Linked DNA regions of Pan troglodytes: region 2 is linked to region 1. A link is a contact called in public Hi-C data. All regions are on one chromosome and are shown on one strand. Each heading gives the region's core, a stretch centred on a gene start, on an enhancer-like site or on the middle of the called end of the contact. The rest is flanking DNA. Distances are from core to core; before and after follow the strand shown. Region 1 holds the start of ELFN1 (extracellular leucine rich repeat and fibronectin type III domain containing 1). Region 2 overlaps MAD1L1 (mitotic arrest deficient 1 like 1).

Region 1 (3,085 bases), core at 264-2,763:
GCATCCCTAAACGCTTGTTTAGGGAGCTTCGCGAGTCCCCCTTGCCCTCCACAACCCCCGAAGCTGCCCCCAGCGACCTCTCCCCGCCCTCAGATGGGGCCGCAGGGGCGGGCGAATGTGTTGCGCTCGCCGTGGGTTGGGAGGAAGGGCGCGGATTGTAGGAAGTCCCTGCTCCTCCCTGGGCAGTCTGGCCCCGGGGACTCGCGCTCAGCCCGCGGCGGAGGACTCGGTCGGGAATGGTGCTGAGATTGCGCGGGTACGGCCCAGGGCCGTGACCGGGTGGCCACCGTGCAGTTTGGGAAGAGAAAAAGTTCGGAGGGGGAGCCGACACCCCGAGATCGAAGAGGGAAAATGGGAGGAAAGCAGGCGGCAGGGAGGGAAGAGCGGCGGAAGAGGGACCAGGAGAGCTGGGGGTCCGCTCTGGGCCCCGGGGCCCCGCCCCACTCGGCAGCCCAGCCCAGCCCAGCCCCGCCGCGCCAGCTTCCCGGACCGGGAGAGGCTAGGGTCACCGACGCCTATTAATAGCCGCGAGCAGGTCCTTCCCGGGAGCTCCGCAGCGGCCGGCAGAGCCCAGCCACCGGCTGGGGTGGGGGCGGGGGTCCCGTAACACCCCCTCCGGAGGTTCAAGCGGCGCGGGGCGGGGCGCTGCGCCCCCCCACGCCGGCTTTGCGAAGTCGAGGCACCCACAGCCCACTCCCTCCCCACCTCCGACTCCGAGACCAGGTTTCAGATGAAGAGGGGTTCGTCTGTGGTTCAACTTGGGGCGCCGCGGCTACCCCAGCGCACTCGAAGGCGTGCCCAGCCCCCTCCCCCTCTTTCTGCCCAGCCGGCTTTTTGCTCTCAGCGCGCTCCGGAAAGTTTCGGGGTCCCCGCGGCGCCTCCCTAGCCCTAGGGGTCCGGAGTCCTGGCCCTTCCAGCCGCGGCGTCGGGGAGGGAAGTTTGTCCGGCCCAGGCTCGGCGGCCGCTAACTTCGGGTGCGCCCGCCTCCGAATCTGGGTGGGTGGATGGGGACGCCCGGGAGCCGCGGGCCCCGAGCGCCGCATCCAGAGCCCCGCGGGCGGGGAGACTCGGCCCTGGCGCGGACGCCGAGGTCAGGGCACCAGGGATGGGGTGGCCCGGGCTGCGAGAGCCGCTGGGGACCCTGCGCTGCCCCCCGCCGCCCCCCCCCCCAGAGAGCATCTTCTTCCCTGCCTCCTCTAGGGGCGGGGACCCTCCGATCCCGCAGCGGCGACAGAGGGGTCCCCCGGCCCCGGACAGCCCCCTGCCCCTCAGGCCCCTTCTTACCTGGGCCGGGGTGCGGGCCCCGGGCTGGAGGCACTGTCGCGGGCGAGCAGAGCGCGCGCACCCCGGTTCCCCGAGCGCGGCGGCGGCGGCGGCGGCGGCTTCCCCTCCTTCCTCCTCCTCTTCCTCCTCCGGGCTCGCTGGCTCCAGACAGGCCTCCTCCCACTCCCGCCCTGCCGGCCCCTCCCGGAGCCCGCCCGGCTGGACTCGGCCTGCGACCCGGAGCCCAGCGGAGCCGGCGGGAGCCAGGCTGCGGCGCTCACTGCGTCAAGCGCGGGGCGAGCGCGGGGCGGCGGCGGCGGCGGCGGCGGGGACCGCGCGCTCGGAGCCCGGGGCTGGCCGGGCAGGCGGGGGAGCGGCGGCTCCGGCTCCGGCTCGGGCTCGGGCGCGGGCGCGGGCGCAGTGGTGGCGGCCGCGGCAGCGCCGAGGTTGTAGCACATTCTTTCTGAGCGTGATGGAAGGTTTCATGTGGGAGAGCGCGCGGGGAGGGATGGGGAGGGGGCGGGGGCCGCGGCGGGGGCGACTGGAGGGGCGGGGGGCGGGGGGCGGGGTCGCTGCCCGCACGTCGGTGGGCTAGGGGGTGGCCGGAGGGGGGCTCCGTAGGGGAAGTTGGAGCCAGCCGCGGGGGCGGCGTGGGAAGCCGAGTGGCGGCCTCGCCCGCTCCTCCTGGCCCGCCCTGCTCGCCCCCTGCCCCCGCCCCAGGCCACCCAGAGGCTCCCAGGCTTTGGTTTGGAAGAGAAGCGTCCGAAGGTCTGGGGGGTCGGGACCCTGGTGGCGCTGGGAGGTGGGCACCTGGGTGCGGACACGGCTGTGCTCACAGGCGCCCGGCAACCTCGTGGAAGTTGACCCCAAGTCAGACCCTCTGTGAGCGCGCGCGTCCGCGAGGGCCAAAGCACAGCCCGCAGGACGCGCGTTTGCGGGGCGGGGGGAGAGCGGGGCACTTGGGGGCGGGGAGGTGGAGCGAGAGGGTGGTCGGGCCCCTGGCGGCCCCGCGTCCCCAGGGACTCGCCCTCCCCTAAGGTCGCCGACCCCTCCCTCCCTTCCCTCCCCGTTGCGCGTCGCCCCCCGCCTTTCGGCCGGGAGGAGGGGGAGGCGTGGGAGCGGCCCGGCGCCTTCCGATTCCCGGAAGGTTCGGTTTAGCGGATTTCCCTCTCCCTTCATGCGCCTCCGGAATCCCAGCGGATCCGAAATCGCTCCCTCGGGCTCTGAGCCGAGGGGTCCCCCGTCGCTCCCTGGTGGTCCCGAGCCCTCGCCGAGCGGTCTCACGGCTTCCCAGGGCGTCTCCCACTCCCACCCGCCCCTTCCCCAGCCTGCGGCTTTCGCGTGGGCTAAAAATTCCAAACCAGGCCCAAGAGCGCCCTCGCCCGGCTAAGCCCCCGCGCGCCGCTTCACAAACCGGCCGCGTGCGGAGCTGCGGAGCCCGGGACCCCCAGCACGCGCTGGGCGCGACACTCTGGACCCCGCTGCCAGCGCCGCGCCCCTCCGGCCGGGGAGCCCCACACCATCAAGAGGGCAGGGAGAGGGGAGGGGAGGGGACTGCTGGAGGGGAGGGGGCTGCTCCCCGGGTGTCTTTCCCGGAGGAGGTCCCGGGACAGGGGTGGGGGTGGCGCGGGAGGCCGCAGACAGCGCGCCCCGAGGATGGCCGGGCCGGGGATGGGCGCGCGGGGCTCCCGTCCGGACGTGGGTCCAACGGCCTCTCCGCAGCCCAGAAACTCCGTCCAGCCCGCGGGACGGCCGCCCGCCCTCCGACCCCGAGCCTCCCACACTTGTTCCTGCAGGACGGGGTTGGGGGGACTGAGACGGT
Region 2 (2,861 bases), core at 314-2,813, 560 kb before region 1:
CCTGCCTGTGTGTTCTGTGTTCACTCTGCCCTCCCTGGTGGCCAGGCCCTGGATGAGGGAGAGGAGGGGTTGGTCTGTAGGGCTGGTGGAGGTGGGCTGCCTGTGCCCTCCACCAGCTTAAGGTGGGCGGGAAGCAAGTGGCATGCATGTGTGGCGCCCTGCAGCTTTGATGAGGAACACAGATAGTTCTTCGGAGGCTGGATTCAAGGCTCCCCCCGCCCCCCGCCACCAACAGTAAGACCTGTGTCAAGTCACTGCGCTGCTCTGGGCCAGTGTTCTCTTTATTGAAAGGGGGACACGGAGCTCTTCTCCCCAACTGCGTGTGAAGATCCGACGTGATCGTGTACTTGTGGAGGTCCCTGTGAGTTGGAGAGGGCTGGCGCGAGCATCCTCTCTGAGCAGCCGGAGGCTGATGGCCAGGAAGGTGGATGGAGCCGTCCTCGCTGTGGGGGTTGACCCCTAGTCTCCTGCGTTGGCCTTGGCTGTGGGCCTGGTAGAGGGCAGGTTTCCTCACGTGCTGGGTTGCCTGCCATGCCTGGGCCCCTTCAGGGCTCCCCGCCGCTCCTTGTGTTGTGCTCCACAGGGCGGGTGTCTGAGTGTGGTTCTGCATCAGGTCGTGATCTCGGGTGACTCACGCTGGACGTCAGTGGGGTGGTGCTCATGCCTCAGTCCACGGGAATGCAGGCTGGCGGTCCCGAATACGGCTCCTAGAGAGTCCACGGGAATGCGGGCTGGCGGTCCCGAATACGGCTCCTAGAGAGTCCACGGGAATGCGGGCTGGCGGTCCCGAATATGGCTCCTAGGATCACCGGGAGGGTGTGGTAAACGTGTGCATTTCTGGCTGCGCACAGTGGCTCAAACCTGTAATCCCAGTGGTTTGGGAGGCTGCAGCAGGAGGATTGCTCGAGCCTAGATGTTTGAGATCAGCCTGGGGAACATAGTTGAGACCCTGTTTGTACCAAAAAAAAAATTAGCTGTGCTCAGTGGTATGCACCTGTAGTCCCAGCTACTCAGGAGGCTAAGGTGGGAGGATCACCTGAGCCCAGGAGGAGCTGTGATTGCACCACTGCACTCCAGTGACTGAGTGAGTCCCTGTCTCTAAAAAACAAAAACAAAAACCAAAGTGGATTTCTGGGTAAACCTGAGATGCACTGGGCTTTCTTTTCTGTTTTTAGGGTCCAGGTTTGGGGTAGTTCTTAGGAATTTCTGAAGCCCATGTCTGGCAGCATTGAATGTGGTGATGAAGTGGGCAACAGGGACACAGATGTGGTGAGAAGCTGGGGCCACGGGGGGCCACGGCTGCCCGCATGGAAGGGCTGAGTGCATTTGCTGTTCTTGTGTGGAGACTTGCGTGCCTCTGTGGGCGAGCTTGGGGATCCCCTCCTCTCAGCCATGGGGACCTGAGGTGACATCAGATGTCCTGAAAGCAGAGGGCTCTGTGGCTGGGAGTGCCCTGGGCCTGTGCCGGGTGGGCTGGCGTCTGCTTGCCTTCGGGCCCAGGCTTTGCTGGGATTTGGGGCTTGCCGAGGCCCGAGGCCCCGTGGATGTGGAGGAGCTGCTGCCACTAGGTGGTGCCCCCGCCTTGGTGATCCTTCCCACAGCAGCTTCCCTTGGGTCTCTCTGGCCTAGTGGACCGCTGCTCTCCCACCATGGGACTTGCTTGCTGACACTGGGGTTTTGGTCGATGGGGATGTGAGGGGCTTGTGGCCACTGTGCCTGACTGCCTTCAGGGGGGCGCTTCTGGCTGTCCCATGCCTGCCTTGTTTCTGACCAGTGTCCTGGGGCCCTCAGGCCTGTGGGCTCTGGGCTGTGAGCTCCTGGCGTTGAGGTCAGACGTCCTTTGTGTGGGCCCTTCCCTAAGGACAGGGCGCTGACGTCCTGCAGTCCTCAGAGGGCTCTTCGGCCTCGCCCCGGGCTTGGATAAACCCTGGCTGAGCCCCAGGAGAGAGTGGCCTGGTCACCCTCTTCCCCATGTAGGGCTTCTTATGTCTTAGGAGAGGAGGCTGGGCAGGCTGGCTGGGGTGGGTCAGTGAAACCATGGGAAGACCCTGTGGGACGAGGTCCTTATGTGTCACACAGGCCTGGGCACATGTGACATGTGCAGCACACGGGTTCACGCAGGCTGGGGGCATGTTAGTTTCTACGACTTTGAAGTCACAGGCAAGGAGGGACACAGTGTGTGTGGATGAGCCTGCGTGAACACACGTGGGGAAGGGCAGGATGCCAGTGCCGGGAGTGTGGTGTGGACACCCTCATCCTTAGGGTGCTGGAAGTTGGGCTGAGGGAGTTAGCAGAAGTGCGAGGTGTGTGTCTGGAGGCAGCGATGTGATCAGCTTGGTCTCCCAGGAGCGTGGTCTGTCTCGGGGAGTGACTTACGGGTGAGGAAAGTGGAGGCCAGCACACACCCTTTGAGGTACGTGTCATCCTTGGCAAGACCTTGGGCACAGGAGGGGGAGGAGGAGTAATACAGAGAGGCCAGTGGGAAAGATGGTGTGAGGCTGGAGCCCATCTGGGCATGCAGGATGCTTGCTTCTCTTTGGAAAATCACCTGTTTCAGTAGAATGAAAGGGGGTGCAGGCCATCTCCGTAGGCGAACAGCACAACCATTTGTAACAATCCAAAACTCGTTTGTGATTGAAAGTTCTCAGCAAGCTAGGAAGAGAAGAGAACTTCCTCAACCAGGTAAATGATACCTGCAGAAAACCAGCCGATACAATACAAGGTGGACGGACTGCATTCCTGACATGGAGACCAGGCAGGGTGTCTGTTCCCTTCACCCCTGGTTGCACTGTACTGGAGATCTTCACCAGTATAATTAGGGAAGCAAAAAGAAAAGATGGACAGACTGGAAAGGAGGAAGT

The links. Hi-C and Micro-C count contacts between places; a contact is called where the count stands out from the background.
Region 2: a contact with region 1 is called in a Hi-C map of stem cell-derived neural progenitor cells, with 6 times the contacts expected there. The contact joins the enhancer-like site here to the promoter of ELFN1 in region 1. A contact is called at or near these places in 1 of 7 Hi-C or Micro-C datasets (stem cell-derived neural progenitor cells) and 1 of 1 datasets of contacts at active chromatin or transcription factors (stem cell-derived excitatory neurons).

The regions. Positions count from the first base shown.
Region 1 is chr6:7,618,412-7,621,496 of NHGRI_mPanTro3-v2.0_pri, reverse strand. ELFN1 (extracellular leucine rich repeat and fibronectin type III domain containing 1) reads right to left here and starts at 1,513. Exons shown (of 3, transcript XM_016957005.4): 1 at 1,285-1,513.
Region 2 is chr6:8,178,048-8,180,908 of NHGRI_mPanTro3-v2.0_pri, reverse strand. All of the region lies in intron 10 of MAD1L1 (mitotic arrest deficient 1 like 1), which reads left to right. Among named protein-coding and RNA genes, the nearest start is that of MAD1L1, 23 kb to the left of the region's middle. Within about 2 kb of position 1,563, at least 4 of the 24 cell types and tissues checked have an H3K27ac peak or open chromatin away from gene starts, as enhancers often do. A contact at or near this core is called in stem cell-derived neural progenitor cells, where this site is marked.